Linked DNA regions of Zea mays: region 1 is linked to region 2. Evidence: chromatin contacts called from public Hi-C data. All regions are on one chromosome and are shown on one strand. Each heading gives the region's core, a stretch centred on a gene start, on an enhancer-like site or on the middle of the called end of the contact. The rest is flanking DNA. Distances are from core to core; before and after follow the strand shown. Region 1 holds the start of LOC103640950 (condensin-2 complex subunit D3). Region 2 holds the start of LOC100283790 (nucleoside diphosphate kinase 2).

Region 1 (6,301 bases), core at 922-3,421, 140 kb before region 2:
CAGACTGAGCTGAATTTTGGCTGCACCGAGTCAAGTCTTTTTGGTTTCTTTTCTTCTTCTTTTCTCACTGTTTCTAGCACTTGGATAACCATGTTAGTACACAAAACAATTCACCAAGTCTAGAAACATACCTTTTTTCTTGAATTGCACTTCTCTCTTTATTTTGCACATTGGAACTCAATTAAATGTGTTGGACACTTAATCACCAAAACATTATAGAAATTGCCTAAGGGCACATTTCCCTTCAAAAAGAAAGGCCAAAAGTTATCTAATGCAGCAGCCTTATACGAGTCATTCAAAGCTTATGAAGAAGACTCCTGGAACAGCTTTAAGAAACAAGAAAGAAATTATCAGTGCCATGTGCCGGTCATCATACAACTTTTCTTGACCGCCAACTCCAAGCGATCTGACAGATTATTGTATAATTGCGCTGTTGGAATTGTGTCTATGGTATGTAGCCTGTTCGGCGCGACTCAAAATATAAACCTTTGGATATACATGCAACAGTCTTCAAGCTGTTATGTAGTAGTTCAGTTGTTTTTGTTCATTATGGCTCACCAAAACAAGATCTAAATTTTATCTGTTATTAAACTTCAGAACATGTGTATACATGGTTGTTTTGGCCAAACATTATCACCAGGATTTTATTATACTTCTTTATACTGCTGAGGTTGTGTATATTGCCCGAATTTCAGATAAAACTTCTTGTAGATAACTGCTCTAATCTTGTGAGGATGCTAATATTTATATTTAACATTGTCATTGTTATTTTTAATTTGATGAAAGTGCGTTCTATTTTTATGTTTGCAAGGTATGTAAACATCTGCTTTTAGTGATATTAACAACAATATAGAATAAACAATTAGTGTTTTTGTATATCAATGCATTTTTATCATATTGATTCCGTAGCAACGCATGAGCATATGTCTAGTTAAGTTTATATGCTCATTGTAGTCTATAGCCCGACAGTTGGGCACTAGGGTGCCTACCGCCCTACCAAATACCAACAAGCGACAGGAGCTTGCCGTTCGGCCAACGAGGCACAAGTTCCTTGTGTGGTATGGATGTAAACGACTAGGAAAAAATCTCCTTCCTTCCACTCCAATTTTTAGTTTTTGTCCCACTCGAATTCGTATTTTCATCAAATGTGAAAACGATACGAAAATGGAGTAGCAAAATGAAAACAGTTTAGGCCATATCCCGACCTTTTCCATTTATCTTGTGTTCATATGAGATTATACCGTATCCAAATACGGTATATCCCGTCATTATGTTGTTAGTCGACCCACTGCCATACTCACATGGTGTATCCCATATTTTTTGTACAAAATTGTATCATGCTAATTATAGGATGACAAGGACATAGAAAGAAGGACCAGGAGCAAGATGATAAAGAGAACAAATATATTGATAGTGGTCCTAATGTCACGAGTGACCATATTGAACTTTGAGGTATAGTTGTAGGGTGTTATTTTTAGTTTGAGTTACTATGTTATACGTGGTTGACTTTTTTGAACTATCATCGTGCTTATTCAATTGTGCATGTCTATTTAATTAATCACACATTTTTATTAACCTGTTACATGTTTTTATAGACACATTATCAATTTATCGTTATGTACTTATGTTACCCATATTAATATATTATTATCCTATATTTATTGTTGATTGATGGTACTATATATGATACAGAAAGTGATTTCGTTTTATCTTTATGATTTTCGATATTTACCGATGCATTTTTGTCCGTATTAGTTTGTTTTTTCATTCCATCATCCCGTGCCCGATACCGTTTCAATTTCAATCCCAAATCAGTTTTCAAATTAAAATGTAAAAATAAAACGAGAAATGGTTTATCTTGACTGACTTCGTTCATTTACAACCATGGTCTCTACTGGTGTCCATCTAGAAAGCGACATAGACTGATTTGTAAAAAAAAAAGGTCCTCGTTCGGTAGGTACATATAACTGCAAAATTTCGAAGTCGGAAAGTGCAATTTCAGTTATTTTTCAATATTAAAAAATAACTTCAAATAATTAGCAGCTGCCTAGATTACTGGGCCGCGCGAACGATGGAGGTAGGGTGGGAGTAGGCCCAACCATTCTCCTCCACCGCAAATTTCCGTCCGAATCCTAATAAATTCCGATTCCACACCGCAAAATTCAAAATTCCCACACTCCTAGTCCTTCCCCCCATCTCCAGTCGAGTGCTCTCTCCAGTCCCCACGCCCGATCTCGCCCCCATCCCATGGACGCCGATGAGATGGACCTCGACTCCCCATCCTCGGCCTCCCCCGCGCCCGCCTCCGGCTCCCTCCCCACCGTCCTCTCTGAGCTCGCCGCCCTCCACCGCCGCGCGTCTTCCTCCTCCGTCACCTCCCCGCCCTTGTCCCTGCCCTCCATCACATTCCTCTCCTCCAGCCCCGCAGCCGTCGCGTCCATCTTCCCTCGCCTCGCCGAGGCCGGCGTCCCCGCATCCTCCTTGCTGCCCCCGCTCGAGGCCTCGCTCTCCGCGCACCCGCTCCCCGCAGCCGTCGCCTACCTCCGCCTCCTCCTCGCCCCGGCCTCCCCGCTTCTCACCCTCTTCTCCCCGCTTCCATTCCTCTCCCTCCTCCTCGTCATCCGCAAGGCCGCCTCCTCCTTCTCCGGAGCCGGCAGCGCCGCCTCCAACCCTAGCTCCGTTTCCGGCGGCGCCGCCAACCCCCGCAAGCGCAAGAACCAGCGCCAAAAGCCAGCAGCGGCTCCGCCGGCGGCGCCGTCGCTGCTCCCGAAGGCGCTCTCCCTGCTGGCGGACGCCGCGGGGAGGCTGCCGCTCGGGGCCCACCCGGACGCGCGGCGGTCGCTCGTCGATACCGCCGCGGAGCTCACGGCGTTTGACGTCCTCACCGCTGTCCTTGGATCCGACTACCACGCCGGGGCGGTGCAGGACGTGATACGAGCGCTGGCCCCTGTGGTGCTCTCGGCCGCGAAATCCGCAGCACGGGTGGCTGCGGTGCAGTTCATTGTGAGGAACTTGGTGCCTTTGGGCGCCGAGGAAGGAGAGGAAGCAGTTAGGAAGGCAGTGGGGTACCTTCCTAGGTACTTGGCCGTAAAGGCACCGGACAAGGCGGAGGCCAGGGCACTGGCGGTGGAAGCGATAGTCGAGGTGGTGCGGGCATTGGAGGCAGATGGAAGGGAGGGATTTGCAGGGTATGTTGTGGCCATGGCAAGGGGCAAGGCAAAGGGACGACTGCTTGCTGTGGATTTGGTCCTTGCCTTGCTGCCAGTGCTGTTACCATTTGAAGGGGATGCCTGTGATATGGAGGAGGGCTCTTGGGGGCTGAAGTGTCTGCGGGTGTTGGTGGAGAAGTGCTCAGATAGTGTGGGAGGGGTTCGAGCTCGGGCATTAATAAATGCAGCCCAGGCGCTTGATATTTTGTCTGAGAGAGGTGTGGAGGTTGACCGGTTGCAGGAGGTGATGAGGATTGGGGACATGAAGCTTGGGGAATTGCTGAGACGACGCTGCACCGATGATAAGGCTGCTGTGAGGAAGGCTGCGCTTGTGCTCATCACAAAGGCGATTGGTTTGATTGGGAGACCCATAGATGACTCTCTTCTTTGTGCAATGGGTGCTGCATGCTCTGATCCATTAGTCAGCATCCGCAAGGCTGCTCTTGCTGCCATCTCAGAGGTGTTTAGGAAATTTCCTGATGAGAAAGTGATGAAAGAGTGGCTTCAATCTGTGCCTCCACTGGTGATTGATAGTGAGACAAGCATCCAGGAGGAATGTGAAAACTTGTTTCTTGAACTGGTGCTTAACAGGATCTGCCAAGCTGCCAATGTGAGCTTAGATGATGATTTCATCACCTTGGAGGAAGTTTTCCCTGAAGGGACACTAGATTTGCTGAAAAGCATCTGTGATGGAGAGGTTGCTCCATGCATAAAGAAGATATGTGCAAGCCTTGGCAAGAAGAGGAAGCTGAAACCACTACTTGCTAGTTCTCTGCAGAACATCATAACACTATCTGAATCCTTGTGGTTGAGACGTTGTAAGCCAATCGAAAATTGGACTGCACCTATTGGGTCCTGGTGGCTTCTTTCCGAGGTCTCATCATTCGCGCCAAAATCAGTTAACTGGAAGTTCCTCTCCCACCACTGGAAACTCCTTGACAATGTTGGCAAAGACGAAAGAGGTAAAGCTTGTTCTCAGGTGGAACCAAACTCTGCGCTCTGGGCAGTTAATCGTGTATCACTCTTGCAAACCATTTCAAATGTCTCCATGGAGCTGCCAGTGGAACCTGCTGCAGAATTGGCACACAGCTTGCTCACAAGGATCGAGGATTTTGATATGAACCTTAGTGAGGTAATCAGTTTGTTGATCCAAAACATTGAGTAGTACACTAATTTGTTTTTGCTACAGTTAAATTCTGAGTTAGCTTGGCATCATGTTTTAATCTGCCAATTTAAAACAAAATTAATTCTAATACACTTTATACAGTGTGCCCTAATCCTATTGCCCAATCTGCCGAAACCTGGCAATATGTACTGTTCTGAAGTTATTTTTTTGGATAAATTATAATTTACCATACCAAGTAAATCTATGCCAGCATTTCAAAACTATAAAATGAAAACTTTAGGTTCACTGTACTTGCCTGTATTATAACAATCAGCAATATTTTCTGGAAGGGAGGTCCAGTAGCTTAGGGCATGTTTCCAGCTTGCTAATATTTAGCAACTAAGAATTAAGAAGAGTGGATCCAAACAGGCAAACCCTAAAAGGTGTGATAGCTACTAACTAGTAAAAGCTAGTAAGGCTTTGGTTGCTAGCAAGTGCTAAGAAGTAGCATGTTAAAATTAGCACATCCAAACAAGGCCAGCTGAAACCTCACTGTAATCACAATATATTGTTTTAAGGCCTGCTTGTTACCTGTTTGGAATTTAATTACAAGAATATAAAAATATCAGAAACTTTTCTGTTTAGATCATTGGCTTCTTCCCCTCCCCATAGGCCATAGTTCTGCAATAATGTTCATCATGCATTCATCTTATGTTGTTTTTCCTTTATATAGTCTTCTGTGTGTTGTTGGTTTAGCTATCTACAATTTTTCCAAAATTGCTCTTAACAGAAGTAATTCATGTCCATATCTTGAGCATAATTTTCATGCATGCATGAACAGGTTGATGCACATGTAAAATCACTGAAAACTTTGTGTAAAAGGAAAGCAAAAACAGCTAAGGAAGGTGATGCACTGATCCTGAAGTGGGCGCAGCAACTTATCCGTAGTGCTTTTGACATCCTTGACCAGTACATAAAAGAGGCATCAGAATCAGCCAGGGGTCACAGTTTCATTACTCCTATGACTGGTAAATGCAAGGGAATGAAACAGACATCTGCATCGAAGTCAACATCACAAGCAGTTGTTGCTGTGTTCACTGTTGGATCACTGATCCTAGCTTGCCCTATTGCCAATGTGAAGGACATCACCCCTTTGCTACACACAATCGTAACTTCTGGAAATTCTGAGCCAAGGCCAAAAAACCTTGTTGGCGGGACCATTTCTTTCAAAGAGTTAGCTCCATCATTATATATACAATCCTGGGATACATTAGCAAAAATATGCCTTGTAGATGAAAAAGTGGCCAAACGGTATATTCCAATTTTTGTTCAGGTATGTACACTGCACAGGTCTCAACGATTACTCTTAAGAGATATACAGTCAATGTTGCTTCTATGAACCAGGAGCTTGAGAGGAGTGATATGGCTACCCTTCGTAATAATATCATGATTGCGATGGCAGACTTCTATGTCCGTTATACTGCATTGGTTGACTGGTGAGCTTATATTTCTTCATTCATTTACACATTGATATTAATGTCACTATCCTTCCAGAATTTGTCACTGATTCTTGCAAGCAGATATGTATGTTCCTATATATCAGAATGTGTTTTTCATATTCCTTCTCCCTCAAGAAAAATGGATTTTGCTTATACAGTCACAACAACAACAGTAACAACAATAGAAGCTTTTAGTCTAAAACAAGTTGTGTTAGGCTAGAGTTGAAACTCAACGGAAACCATAAGTCAAGGTTCAGGCACATAAACAACTGTTCTTCATGCATTCCTATTAAAGGCTAAATCTTTGGTTATATTCTATCCTTTTAAGTCTTCTTTTACTGCTTCTTTCCATGTCAACTTTTGTCTTCCTTTGTCTCTATTTCTACTGCTATAGCTCCTTATAATCCCATTACACACTGGTGCCTCTGGAGGTCTCTGTTGGATATGTCTAAATCATCTCAATTGATGTTAGACAAGCTTTCTTCAAT
Region 2 (7,084 bases), core at 35-2,534:
TATTTGTTTACTTAGAAAGAGACTCTTTAAGTTACTAAATAAACGAGAACGGTAATTAGCAGCAAATTCTTAAAAGTAAATACTTATGGTCCAAATCGTTTACTCAAATTGTGAGAAGATTTGGAGACTCACATTTTTGGTCTGAACTCATGAATATTAAAGAAAAATTCTTGAGACGGGAGAGGTTCCGTGTAGGTGGCGGTCAAATGACCAGGTTCTAGGACGATATATAGATTCTCGATAGTCCGCTTAAGGACTATTGTCCAAACCTTTTTAATATTATGTAGAAAAAGAATTCTTAAGTCAAAGATTTTATGAATAAAAATATGCCTAATCTATCTTCTCGTAGAGCTATTGTTGGGATGAAACTGATTGAGTGACATAATTTATTAAATTTGATGGCAACTGTTCCTTTGGGAGAACCGAGAAATAAATTTATTTGAGGGTCCACAGAGACGGACTTTTCTCAGTTCGCTTAATGTACTTTATTTTAATGAATGCTCCTCTGTTAAATCACAATATACTTTGAAGACTAAAACTTTCTCTAAAAAATAATTTTTATGGTATTTATGCAGGGAGTTAATCTCACTAAAGATAACTTAGCTAAACGTGGTTGGAAAGGTAGTTCGAAATGCATCTTTTTAATCAAAATGAGACTATTCAATATATGTTATTTGATTGTTATCTTGCTAAAAATATTTAGAAAATTATTTACTTTGCCTTAAATAGAGACTCAACAGTATTAGTCATATAACTGGGTCTTGGATTGCTAACAAGGGAATAAATCAAAGCAAAAACAATGTTTTGGTCTATTTGGTTTTGTCGCAATGATGTTGTCTTTGCTTTTAAACCAAAACTATCAAAATTATGCAGGTTCTTTTTATGGAAACATACTTGCTCAGATTCTAAAGATTATTGCATAAACACCAAGCTCAACATGAGGTCATTGCGGTATGTATATTCTTAGAAGTGGTGGCTATGTAAATCTTTGCAAGCCATAGATAGAGGTCCAACGTCAAATCAGAGGGAGCTTCTAGTTGATGTTTTTTTGGAAAATGTTTATAGTGGATGTTTGTTATTTTTTTTAATTTATAAGGCTGTATGCAAGAAAATGTAAAAGGCCGAACATTTTTGTTTTCATAATTAAAAAAGGGAGAAGTAAGCTATAAGAAAAAAAAATAAAAACTTGGTGGGGACAGAGTAGTTGGAGTCGGAGAATTTTGGGGTAACAGGTGGGTTGGCTTCCTGGCTGTTAAAAGGAAGGACGCCTTTGTGCTGTTCTCCTAATCCAAAAGTCGCGTGCTGTGCTCTGCTCTGCTCTCGCCTCGCACGGACTCGTGGTAAAGGATGGAGACCATGTCGGCTCTCGCGAGGACGGCGCCGCCCCTTGCTGGGACCATTCGCCGGCCCTCATGCGCGCTGAGGCCGACGGCGTCCCTCTCCTTCGCCGCCGCTTCAACGACGCCCCGCGGCCGGCTCGGGCTGGGGCTGAGCACGGCGCCGGCGGGGAGCGGGAGGGCGGCCAGGGCTCGCGCCGTCCCGCGGCGCATCGTCGCCTCCTCGGTTGGTCTCCCCTGCATATTTGGTTTGACTTCGTTTAATCTTTTGGTATTGGATGAGCTTGAATATGGAGATATTGTTTCGAATACGCTAATACCTTTCGGATTATAGTCTAGTGCCTTGTGGAGTTGTGGGTAGGTTATGTAGAGCAGCTGAACTAAAGGGAAATGCACTGCGAAATGTGCCATTTTTTATTTCATTCACTTAGATTTTTTTCCCTTGAATTCTCTACGATCATTCTGCCAGGAATTAGGAATGAGTTGACACTGAGCTTTTGGCCTTCCTGTTGCAGTCAACGCTGAAAATACACCATTCGAACATGCTCAATTTTTGTAAATTATCAAGAGGACTCAAGTTTTCCTCGCTAATTGTATGTAGTAATCACAACGTGTCTCCTGTACCATGTGCTGGACCTTATGTGGCCCTAGTGTAATGTTTTCCTTGTTTCCAGTCAAAGTTTGACCATGCCTTCTTTTGACGAATACAAGGATACCTGTGGCCTGACCCTGACTGCAGGGTTGCTGAAATTATCCCGCCATGTGTTGGACAGTGGACACTTGTAGTAATTTTACAATGGAAGCAATTTTTTTCTGCCAGCCTATTTTTCAACTAAAACATGATATGTGCAACGCTTTTACACATGTTTAGTGATACATTGTGGAATTCCAACTGCTTCCAAATTAGTTAGTTTTGTTGTATCAGCAGATCTTCAAAACATAGCAAAGACATCTGAGTTGTTTTCTAAAGATATCAAGCCTAATCTAGTCCTTGCACCAATTCTTATTGACGCTATAGGAAATCATTTTCTCCACATAAATCTCAGGCACATGTGATTTCATAAATAGTGCTAGTTGTTTTCATCCATTTAGCCCCTGAAAGTCCAGATTCAGGTCATCAGCATTGTTATTAAAGCGTTAAAACGTTATGAACCAACTTTTCAAAGTTTAAACGTTTAAACGAACGTTGAAACGTCTTTTCAGACTTGACATAGAATTTCAAATATAGAATAAGTTCATACATAAGTTGAGTTCACAAACCAAATAGATACTCAGTTATCACACTAGTTCTGAATTTCTCGATGTGCAAATCGGGTTTGATGCTGGGTTGTGATTTTGTTGCTACAGTTGTTGTCTCTCAATTATCTTGATACTGAGTTATTACACTGGATCAGGAGTGGTGCCTGCAACTTGATTTATGTTTTTTTACTGCTGTAACCAATCTATCTAGAGGGCGGTCGACGGCATACCTGGAGGGCGGATGGAGGAGGGAGGAGAGAGGAGGGAGGAGGGGACCCGGCGGCATACCTGGAGCCTGGAGGGCGGCCGACGACATACCTGGAGGGCGGATGGAGGAGGGAGGAGAGAGGAGGGAGGAGGGGGCCCGGCGGCATACCTGGAGCATGGAGGGCGGCCGACGGCATACCTGGAGGGCGGATGGAGGAGGGAGGAGAGAGGAGGGAGGAGGTAGGAGGGGGCCCGGCGGCATACCTGGAGCCTGGAGGGCGGCCGACGGCGTCTGGCGGCTCCCGGCGCGACTCTGCGTCTGGGCGCGATGGCGGCTGGAGCGCGCAAGGGCGTCTGGCGGCTCCTGGGCGCGGTGGATCAGCCGGCCGGCTGGGTAAAGGCCCATTAAGGCCCACTAGGGTATAGGCGCGTAAAACGTCCAAATAACAGAGAAAACGTCTAGAACGGACGTTCCGACGTGTAAACGTCGTTTAAACGTCCAGAACGGACGTTCTACGCGTTTTTGTAAAACGTGCGGACGCTTTAGCCGCTAATCACGTTTTAGCGTTTAAACGACGCTTAATCGTCGTTTAAACGACGTTTTAATAACCATGGTCAGTCATCGGTGATTCATTTAGGGAACTGATCTCACATTTGTCGTTGAACTCTATAAAGGCACACATTGAAATGAACTTAGTGCACCATGCTTTCTCTTCACACAAACATATCCCTACACACTATAATCGTGGTTATAGTTGTTGTTTGTCAGTGGTTTTATCATGAATTTACAGAATGTCTTATTTCTGTTGCCATATGTGTTGCATACTTTACTGGAAAAGCCTCTAGATGAGACAGTTAGAGCCCTCGAGTAGCACCCCCTCAGGTCTTGTGTTTAGCTCCCGATGGGAAAAATTTCAGCCTAAGGGCTAGTTTGGCAACCCTATTTTCCCAAGAGATTTTCATTTTTCCCAAAGGAAATTAGTTCATTTCACCTTAGGAAAATGAGAATCCCTTGGGAAAATGGAGTTGCCAAATTAGCCCTAAGGGTAAAACAATATCCTCATCTGTCCCCTGGCCAAAGCATGGACCAAAAAGGCCCAAGCCTAGGTCTCACAGGGCAACGGTGCCTGTGTGTAAGTTTAGAATTCGTGACACGTCTGAATTTTTTTGACGACGTTGATATCCTTTGACATCAATTATGATAAGTTGAGCACTCTACTTCAATTTCATTTAGTCCCTTACTTTTCCACGATGAGACCTTGCTTAACAAGAACTTACAATCTGTAGGAGGTTGAGCAAAGCTACATTATGATCAAACCAGATGGTGTTCAGCGTGGTCTGGTATGCATTCCCAAGTTCCCTACACCCATACTTTTTTTTAAAGAGCAAAAACCTCAGCTTTTAAGAAAGCAGTAATGAGTACAATGCTGGGGTATACCAGTTCCAAGGAAAGATCAAAACAGAACAAGCCCTATTACAAGTTTAGATCTTGTAGACATCAACATTCAACACATTCGGGCTAAAAGCAAATCATCCAACAAACAACCTTGTCCTTCTCTTGGAGTAGACGCTCCATGTGCCCTTCATTTAACAACAAACTCCATTTCTGCAACAAGGATAGAGCAACATAGATTACATCAGTTGGAGCTTTTGAGAATCTTTTCTATGTGGCCATCTTGTTCCTAGTGGTCCAAAGAGCCCAAGCAAAACCCGCAAAAAGAAACTTGACTAAACGAATCGGTAAGGGCCACTTGCCCTGAAGCCAGACATCGGAGAACTCCTTTATAGACATTGGAACAGATGCCAAATTAAGCACCACTTTCAGAATTGCTCAGATCAATGTAGCTAAGGCACATTTAAAGAAAATATGACCAACCGATTCAGGAACTCCACATATACAGCAATTTCTATTACCCCTCCAACCCCTCTACTAATTAGAGTTTGCGCTACTTGAAGTTTGTTATTGAAAACTTGCCAAAGGAAGAATTAAATTTTCAGAGTGATCTTACACTTTCAAATAATACCAACTCTACTAGGCATCCCCCTGCTGGATAGAATCATGTACAAAGATATAGTAATGAAATGCCTGTGCTTATCCAGAGCCCACATCACAAAGTCATCACACCCACACTTTTGCCAGTATGGTGCTATTCCTTACCTTCTTTCATGTTTCAGTTCAGATAAAACATAATGTATCTGATGCATATAGGTTGGAGAGATTATTTCTCGCTTTGAGAAGAAAGGGTTTTTGTTGAAAGGCTTAAAACTTTTCCAGTGCCCCAAGGACTTGGCGCAGGTTTGCTTCTCGAAACACATCAATGTTGCACAACTATTGTGGTTCTTGCAACGTTGCTCATCATTATCATCTTTGTCTGTCAAATATACCTCCCAGTGCTATAATTTTAGCTTAGGACCCTTATGTGTATCCTTTCTACATAGAAATACCGTCCAACTTTTCTTCTATTATTATCAGTTATTCCCTTAAAGAAGTTCCTGATATTCAGATAGTTTCGTATTCTTATTGTGTACCTTTGATTTTTGGTGTGCTAAGTACTGATCTGATGCTGTAATAGCGCTTGATTACCATTTTTTCTTATATTAAGTGCTAGAATGAGTTGCTGCCTGAACCATATCGTTCTTTTTCTTTGAGTGAGTGCTCTGTCTTGTGTTTTTTAGTACTAATTGTTGATAGCGACGTTGCCTACATCTCCCTTTGTCATTAACTTAACACTTTCATCTTTTATGTTAACATTCACTAAAACACCAATGGAATCTAGTCAACCTATCTTTGATTCTTTCTGTGCTTCGTTTTCACATAAAAAATGGACCCAGGTGTTCATTATGTTGAATCAGCTCAGTCATAATACTTTTCATATACTCTGTCTTGTTCACCCTTCCTTTTCTCTCAGGAGCATTACAAGGATTTGAAGGATAAACCTTTCTTTCCTAAGCTGATCGATTACATAACTTCTGGCCCTGTTGTCTGCATGGTATATATTTTTCTTATGGGATAGACATATTTGCAACTCCAAACTTTGACCAATGCAAAGTTCACAGCTACAATCTTGCTATTCTATTCTGTAAAGGCCTGGGAGGGTGATGGTGTTGTTGCATCAGCTCGGAAATTAATAGGAGCTACTAACCCCCTTCAAGCTGAACCAGGGACTATAAGGGGTGATCTTGCAGTTCAAACTGGAAGGTTGGCAGTCACCCTCTTTCATGTGTTTATGTTGTAATATTTAATCATGTAACTCACCTGTTAAACTTTAGTTGGAATGTGCTTACATTTTACCTGCATATCAAAAAAATTATGATGGAATGGGACGTTTCAGGAACGTTGTCCATGGAAGTGATAGTCCTGATAATGGCAAGCGTGAAATTGGTGAGTTCTGCAATAATTCAGTATGATTCTATGCCGCTTTTAGGTGATTTCTTGAGTCAATGATCATTTTAAACAATTGGCAAGGCACTGGAGTGGCAAGCTATAGTAGTGTTTTGTTCAAACTTTGAGAACTGTTGGTTGACATGACAATCAGGAGCAGGATTAATTAATAATACAAAACTGATGGTGTCATGTACTTAGTGATACGGCTTGCAGATTAACTCGAACCTAAATTTGTTTTGGCCTGCCAGCTATTATTCTTAACAATATGAGGTGACGAGCTCAGACTACTTTCCTACTTGCAGAACTGTGGTTCAAAGAAGGCGAGGTCTGCCAATGGGAATCAGTTCAAGCACCGTGGCTTATAGAATAACTATTGCTAATCATTTCCAGAGTTGTATTCAATGTTTTTTTTTGTGTTCGTCTTGATTCAAGGAGCCATGCAAGAGTGTATGAGTTTAGTTCGGCTAAGTAATTAGCTCATGAGGGCTTGAATTATCGGTTCTTTTTGAGGATTGAGGATTTGTGCAACTGAAACCTTTGATCAGTTGCTCATGTTGAGAAGCTAATTTCTTGTCATATTTACATGTAATAAAGTCCCTCTACTACAGTAATAAATTAGTATTTCCTCTGGTCCAATTAATTAATGCCTCGTTCGGTTATTGCCATTACATAAGGTTAAGTTTATTAGAAGGAATTTTGATTTACTTGGACATTGAATTTGAACCCTTATGCGCTTGAATTGATTTGTAATTCATTTACAAGTTGTTTTAGTTTTTCTAGATATATTTTTACTATATATCTAATATAGGAAGGTCAATCATGGAAGTAATTTTCTTAATAAGATAAGTCATGAAGTGATATAAGCAGCAAAAAAAATTGCACATGGTTTTTATCAATTTGAAAAAGGTCTATGATA

What was found. A called contact is a pair of places that touch in the nucleus more often than the background predicts.
Region 1: a contact with region 2 is called in a Hi-C map of leaf, with 3 times the contacts expected there. The contact joins the promoter of LOC103640950 here to the promoter of LOC100283790 in region 2. A contact is called at or near these places in 2 of 25 Hi-C or Micro-C datasets (leaf and tassel).

What each region holds. Positions count from the first base shown.
Region 1 is chr10:23,665,580-23,671,880 of Zm-B73-REFERENCE-NAM-5.0, reverse strand. It overlaps LOC103640950 (condensin-2 complex subunit D3), which reads left to right and starts at 2,171. Exons shown (of 8, transcript XM_008664389.3): 1 at 2,171-4,341; 2 at 5,156-5,647; 3 at 5,719-5,810. The coding sequence starts at 2,248.
Region 2 is chr10:23,524,180-23,531,263 of Zm-B73-REFERENCE-NAM-5.0, reverse strand. LOC100283790 (nucleoside diphosphate kinase 2) reads left to right here and starts at 1,284. Exons shown (of 7, transcript NM_001156689.2): 1 at 1,284-1,563; 2 at 4,071-4,124; 3 at 4,993-5,079; 4 at 5,693-5,773; 5 at 5,870-5,982; 6 at 6,116-6,165; 7 at 6,471-6,806. The coding sequence starts at 1,348. The coding sequence ends at 6,538.